Regions from separate parts of the Mus musculus genome. Here region 2 is linked to region 1. A link is a contact called in public HiChIP or PLAC-seq data. All regions are on one chromosome and are shown on one strand. Each heading gives the region's core, a stretch centred on a gene start, on an enhancer-like site or on the middle of the called end of the contact. The rest is flanking DNA. Distances are from core to core; before and after follow the strand shown. Region 1 holds the start of Tusc3 (tumor suppressor candidate 3). Region 2 holds the start of Msr1 (macrophage scavenger receptor 1).

Evidence for each region. HiChIP or PLAC-seq counts read pairs in DNA pulled down with a chosen protein or histone mark.
Region 2: an H3K4me3 HiChIP or PLAC-seq map of bone marrow-derived macrophages shows a contact between it and region 1, with 8 times the contacts expected there. The contact joins the promoter of Msr1 here to the promoter of Tusc3 in region 1. A contact is called at or near these places in 2 of 39 promoter capture datasets (hippocampal neurons and liver), 2 of 115 datasets of contacts at active chromatin or transcription factors (both in bone marrow-derived macrophages) and 1 of 9 other capture datasets (macrophages).

Annotation. Positions count from the first base shown.
Region 1 is chr8:39,003,815-39,007,378 of GRCm38.p6, forward strand. It overlaps Tusc3 (tumor suppressor candidate 3), which reads left to right and starts at 2,031. Exons shown (of 10, transcript NM_030254.4): 1 at 2,031-2,386. The coding sequence starts at 2,249.
Region 2 is chr8:39,640,807-39,644,370 of GRCm38.p6, forward strand. Msr1 (macrophage scavenger receptor 1) reads right to left here and starts at 1,872. Exons shown (of 10, transcript NM_001113326.1): 1 at 1,803-1,872. The coding sequence starts at 1,814.

The sequences.
Region 1 (3,564 bases), core at 781-3,280:
ACTCTCTGCAGGCAAGCTCTCCTCTTGCAGAGAAGGTGCACAGATATATATTGTTCGGATTTGCCTCCTGGCTGAAGACAAAGGCTGTAAACAGGGCCTGTCCCAGAAACTGTGAGCTTCTGTAGTCCACACTCTCACCTCTGCAGACTAGTCTTGGTGGGATCTGGGAAGGAAGATGGCTCCTGTGGATGCTAAGGCAAAGCCCTCCTGGGTGGGGTGGACACCTCTCCTCTGGCAGGGACGGTGTCCCGATGCCTGGAGCCTGTGCAGACTAGTCTTGGGAGGATCCGGGAACCAAGATGTCTCCGGCAGATGCTCTGGCAAAGGCCTCCAAGGCCAGGCAGATACCTGTCCTCTGGCAGTGAAGGTGCCCAGATCAGTTTTCTTTAAAGAAGTGTGCTCAGTACAGGTATGATGGGTATATGTTTATATTTCCAGTATCTGGAAGGTAATGGCAAGAGAATGATGATTTAAGGTAGTCTTTGTTATATCCAGGATTATAGTGTGAGACCCTGTCTAAAAACCAAAATGGAAAAAAAAAAAAAAACAGAAAACAGAAAACCATAAACTAACTTATATGAACATAATGTTCAGATAATTTTGGGAAACAAAAAACCTGAGAATCATAAAAGAGTTGTTTTATGATCTCCTTTAAAAAACTGTTAAGAGATGGATCAGTGGCTAAGAGCACAGGCTGCTCTTCTAGAAGACCTGAGTTAAATTGCTAGCATTTTCACATGATGGCTTACAACCATCTGTAACTCCAGTTCTAGGTGCTTAGATACCCTCTGCTGGCCTCTGTAGACACCAGGTGTGCATTTCGTACACATATGCAGGCAAACACTCATATACATACAATAAGAATAAATAAAACTTTAAATAAGGTGATGTAGCATGTGCATGGATACAGGGCTGAACTGCCAAAGTTTGAATTGCTGCTTCATCTTTTTCTAGCTGTACCACATAAATATTGAGTGTTAATGTGTCTATGAAATGTTTACTAAAATTTCCTGTGGTTGTGGAACAACTTTTTTTTTTCATCCTACACTATGCCAAATCAGCAGTATTTATTACTTTTGTATGGAAACTGGCTTTGCCATATCATAGCCTAGTTGCTACAGGTCACATAGAATGTTGTGATCACTACATCAAAAATCACAAGATTGAAACTGCTGTCAGATGCCATCTGTGAGCACTGTTTGACTCTCATGTGACTTATTAGCTATGCCCCTGCACTTTTGTGACCTTTTGTCATGTCTAGCATTTAACTATTGTTTCTCATATTTACAATATTGTCTAATATCTCCCCACTACAAGTATTTGTTGGTTAGCAAAGTGAATTATTTCAATGTGAATATTTGCTTTATAATGGATTCCTTAATAATTATATATATATATACATAAATATATATGGGTGTGTGTATAATTTATGCAGTTAAAAGTACTTTCAATGTCTTTAGGTTTTTCATCAGACTATCAAAGGTGTTTATCGTACAAGAGAAAAAAATCTTTAGGTAGAGGAAACAATGCAGTTACAAGATGCCTTTATTACGCTCTATTCATTTTTGAATAGAAAAATGTTGTTAGTTTCTAGAGCAATGCTGCTAACTTCATGAATAGTGAATGAATAGCTTCTAGCCAGGTTGGCTTCTAAGGGCCCTGATGGGAGGTGGAAGAAACCCCGGGGCAAAGTGTAGAACACTCATGTACATCCAGGCAACTATGTTGTGTTTCAAGTGTGGTAAGGACCTCAAGAGAATACATATAGGGGTCCCTAGCAACTTATTAAAGTGATGGGAACCTTCTGGTGCAAGAAGGCAGCGGGATGTCCTCCTGATCCAGATGGCAGGTTGGCTCAACGGGCTCATTGCACACTCCTGTGCCCTGTGTGCTTAGTGGGCAGCCCAGCGTTGGGTCAGAGGTGAAAGCAAGGGGTTACTTCTTGATGCTTGCACACAGGAAGCCCCGGAGAGAGCAGCGGAGACGCGCGCGCACAGAGCCGCTTTCTCGCCACGCCCACTTCCTGCTCCATCCCGCGCCATTCTTGTCCCTCTCCTGGTGAACCGGATGCGCTGTCAGTCTCCTCCTCCTCCGCGTCCTTAGCCTCCACCCAGCTCCCTGGAGAAGCCGCTGCCACCCCGAGGCCTTGGCCAGGAGAGGCTGCTGGCGACTGGCCTGGCGGGCGCGGGCACGGTAGGAGCTGGGCGCGCACGGCTACCGCGCGTGGAGGAGACACAGCCCTGCGGCCATGAGTGCCAGGGCCGCTCCTTCACGCCGGAGACAGGCGGGCCGCCGGTTGCGCTACCTGCCTACTGGTAGCTTTCCCTTCCTCCTCTTGCTGCTGCTGCTCTGCATCCAGCTCGGGGGCGGACAGAAGAAAAAGGAGGTAGGCTGGATCCCTCGGGCGGTCGCCTCCGGGCGGGGGAGGGCTGGAGTTTGTCGCGTTGCTAGGAAGCCCCGCCGCGTTGCTAGGCAGCGGGGACGTGGGCGCCCCGGGGGCGGGAGCTACGTGGGCGGGAGCGGGTTGGGCGTGTCCCTTGGGCGCCACGGGTTGTGAGTGCTGAGGGTGACCCTACTCCTACATCCTGAAAGTGTGAGCTGAAGTCTGAAAGCTGGTGCTTCTGAGACCCTAGCTGTGCTGTGTGCCTCAGGTGTAGGCCGGACTTTGGATGCTGGTGTTCCTAAAGGGCTTGCTGGGTGTGAAAATACCCTAAGGGGAGTACTTGCAAGCACAGAGGAACTATTTACCCATTATTCTGCTCTTCTTTATGTTAAGACGTCACATTGAGCGTGTTATTCATTCTGTATTCCTAATAATACCCTTGTAGAACTAACTGAATGCTTATGTCTGTGTTCAACCTCAGTGTGTGATCAAGAGAACAGTCGCATTTTTATTTTTAGCTTTTACACTATGCATATTTATTTGGGAAGTTTGGGTCACCTGATTTCAATTTCAACCTATCTCTAGGGCCAAGGCTGAGATTTGACGAATCTAAGTGGGTGGTAGAATAATTCGAGCTCAGTTGTGCAGAATTAATCTGGTCTGTTCGCTTCACAAAAGCATTTGCTTTGGAATTGAGTAGGATTTTTAATTGTAGACCAGTTTGGTAAGAGTATTTTGTTTATACGGTTGAAGATGGGTTTTTCTGTTGAAATTACACAAGTCACGAGGCTCATAAAAAAGAATCTGGTTCAGTTTATTATCAGAATTTCTTATCAGTAGGGTAGGGAGTGAGTGAGCGCACATTGTAATCATTTTCCTTCATTAATTAAAAAGAAATGAAATGTTAATGTGTGTGATTTGTGCACCACTTGGGTAGGTGTCCTAGGAGGAATCTGATCCCCTGGAACTGGAGTCACAGCGGGTTGTGAGCTATCATGTGGGTGCTGGGAATTGAAACCAGGCCTTCTGGAAGAGAAGCTAGTGCTCTAACAGCTGAGCCTTCTTCAGTGCTCTCTCTCATCAGCTTTGCTTGAAACCACCTCAGTATTCACAATTGCCTTTCCTGGCCCCCTCCCCCCACCTTGAGATTTTTTCTCCTCCTCCTCCTCCTCCTCCTCCTC
Region 2 (3,564 bases), core at 622-3,121, 640 kb after region 1:
ACACCCGTAGTACTCTCTTACTTTTCATTTTGAGACAAGACCTGACTGAAATTGTCCAGACTGGAATTGAACTTACTCTCTAGCCTAGGAACATCTTCATCTTGTTGTCTGACTACCTTGGTGTTCCAAGCAGGTGGACAAGAGGCCTGTGACCATGTGCCTGGCCATTTGTCTGTTCATATTTCTGCATATCATTTCTTCTAAGATAAATGTATACTTATAATTGTCATGATCATTTTACAGTCATTTTTTCTTAACAGTGGGGTAAATTTCTCCAATGTAACATTTCTTATTCTTTTAAATTAAAACCCTGCTTTTAATATAGGTAGCTGATAATTTATATCACCTTTAAAGTTATTGTATTTGTGTATGCAATGATAAAAATGAATGTATAAAGACTCCTGTTGAAGACTGTTTATGCCTTATAGTAGTGACAATTGTCCTTGCTAGTAAAATATAAAAAGTACTAATGTTCGAGTCGAAAACCAAACATGTCAAAAAAGAATATGATCAAAATATATTCTATAAAATTCTCAAAAATGAAAACAGAAAAAATAAAAAAATTAACAAACTGTTCCTAAGTGGAAAGACGAATATATCATTCTTTTAGCTAAATGACTTTAAGAAAGCAGGGATTATTTTTAAAGCTTTGAACAATTTTTATATGTGTAAAATGTTAATATACGATCAATGTAAAGGAATACTTGAAGACTGAAGTAATTTTTAAGCTTGCCTACTACAGAGCTGGCAATAAACTGCATCAGCATTTTTTACGATTCTGTATTACTTTATGAGTTTTGCTTATTTTAGCTTCAAGGCAGTTCTGTGAGCTCTATAGACAGATTCTCTCCTAATCTTGCATTTAGGAAACCAAGACATAAATGGCTTAGGTATTTACTCAATGTTATACAGCTGGAAGTGAGGACCATCAGGTTTGATGCGCTCATATACTGTGAGCTCCCTGGTGCTGCCCCATACATTCATCATTTCAGCTCTGTCACTTCTCTGCCACAGTTCCACATGGCCAGTGATAACACCAGCCCAATTTTATGCTGTGCAAGGCTTACCCACCCATCCAAATCACCCTAAATTGTAACATCCCACCAACACTTTTGCCTTTAAAGCAATAACTCCTCCCATTCACATAGTAGTTACAAAAACTAATTTTATTCTACGGAAGAAGCCCGAATTATATTAGTTCTGCTTGGCCATATGCTTTAAATTGTGAACTTCTTACAAAATTAACTGTATTTTTTTTCTTTGTATCTCTTCCTCATATGTAATTCAAACTGTTGCAGCAGAAGAGACTCGGCAGCCATTCACTCTCTAAGCAAAGAAATATTAATACAGCAATCAGGTTAAAGCCAGAAATTTCACAAGAAGAAAATGGCAAGGAAACACACTAAGCTATAAAAAATACTTTAAACAAAGCCAGCATTTTAACAAAACACACATAGTTATGTGACAAAGTTTGTTTGCTAATCTGACTACAAATTAGTTTGTTTTGTGCATATGTATTATATTTTTATTGAAGACAATGTCAAGAATTTTAACTACCAGTTTACCTGTTAAGCAACAAAACTAAACTACTAGTGGTAGAATAAGAGTTTACTAGAAATTATTGATCAGATACTCTGTCTGTCTGTCTGTTGTGCTCTCTCTCTCTCTCTCTCTCACACACACACACACACACACATACACACACACACACACACACACACACACACACACATACACACTTGTACAAGAGTAGACTCACTGTCAACATAAGTAATTTAAATAAGAAATAAATTAAACTATACCTCTTTTGTCATTGCTGGTAAAGAAGACAGCACTGATTTATCCACTTCCCTCTCTTTACAATTGAAACCTAAAATCTTTATCTCACAGTATTTCAGCATCTAGCCCACAAGGAAAGGAAATGACACAGTTGTGTGTTGAAAACCTTTCTCTGAATTGTACTTCAATAGCCTTCTCTTCAATGCACAAGTTAGCAAAATCTAAATTTGTCAGATAACTCATTCCCTTTCCTTAAAGGACATTGTAAAATGAAAAGGAGAAGTTAAAATTCAAAGAGGAGCAAGAATTTTGGAGCAGGATACAAAATTGACATTCCATCAGCCATCCCTGGCTAATACGTTGTGAGTGGCTTCTACAACATTCATTATTTCTCACTGTGTCTTCTTGCAGTGGTACAGTGTAGAGAAAGATACCATGTTTTGTTTTGTATCACTCCCCCCCCCCACACACACACACTGTCTTTATAGCAAAGAGCAGAACATAAGGAAAGTATACAGCATTTAACCAAGGTAAACAATGATGCTCTTGCTTACTTCAGCTCTCTCTGTGATGCTCTTAGTAAATCATTTCAGCATTTTATAGGACCATGTGGACTAAAGGAGGCTGAAGAGTCAGCTCAAAGGAAAGGAAAACCCTGTACCTTCTGACACGTGGTCAGAGGTTTGTACAGTTTCCTTATCCATTCAGTTACATTCCTCCAGTTAAAGTATAACCCACTTAAAAATTCAATATTGCATTATTAAGATTTACAACTAATATTTCTGAAAGAAATATGTAACATATCCCACAGGCAATTATTGGTGCTCCAAACAGAAGAAATTTTCCCTCCTCCTCCTCCTCCTTTTCTTTCTCAACTTCCTCCTCCTATTATTATTATTATTATTATTATTATTATTATCTCATACAATACATCTTCACCACAGTTTCTCCCCTCCAACACACTCTTCCCAGTTCTGCTTCACATTACCTCTACTCTCCGTATGATCCACTTTCTTTCAGAAAAAGCAGGGCTCAGAGGGATATCAACCAATCACAACATAACAAGTTACAATAACACTAAGCACAAACCCTCATAAGGCTGCACAAGGCAACCCAGTAGAAGAAAAAATGGTTCCAAGAGTAGGAAAATGAGTCATAGACACCTCCCTCCCACTGTTAGGAGTCCGACAAAACAGCAAGGTACAGAACAATTTATAGGCAAAGGACCCAGTACAGACAGGCAGGCTCTGTAATTTCTACTTTAGTCTCTGTGAGCTCCTATGAGCTCTGCTTAGTTCATTCTGTGGATCATATTTTTTCTGGTGTCCTCGACTGTAACAATATTCTGCTACATTCATAGATTGGTACCGAGCAATTGTAATCAGAAGGGCTTTCTCTAGTAGCAGATGGGCGCAGATTCAGAGAGACCCACAGCCAAACATTAGGCAACGAGAAAACCCAAATTAGACATCTCCATTGGGTGCCTCCCCTCGGGAACTTGGGAGACCCCAAGGAAAAGGAATGGGGAGAACTGAAGAATCATGTTTCTTAATAAACTGTGGCTCAAATCAGTAAGCCGAAGGCACCGACCATGAGAAGGCAATGCGTGAAAGAACACAAGAACAATACAGCATTTGAGAAACACAAGTGCTAATCTAATAGCAATACTGTTTATAATAACTGCATGTTAAACGCATCCCTAAGGTAACTAATAAAAAGCTAAAAGTGGGCAGGGGTGTAACTCAGTGGTAGAGCATTTGTGTAGCTTGTTTGTTTAGATTTACT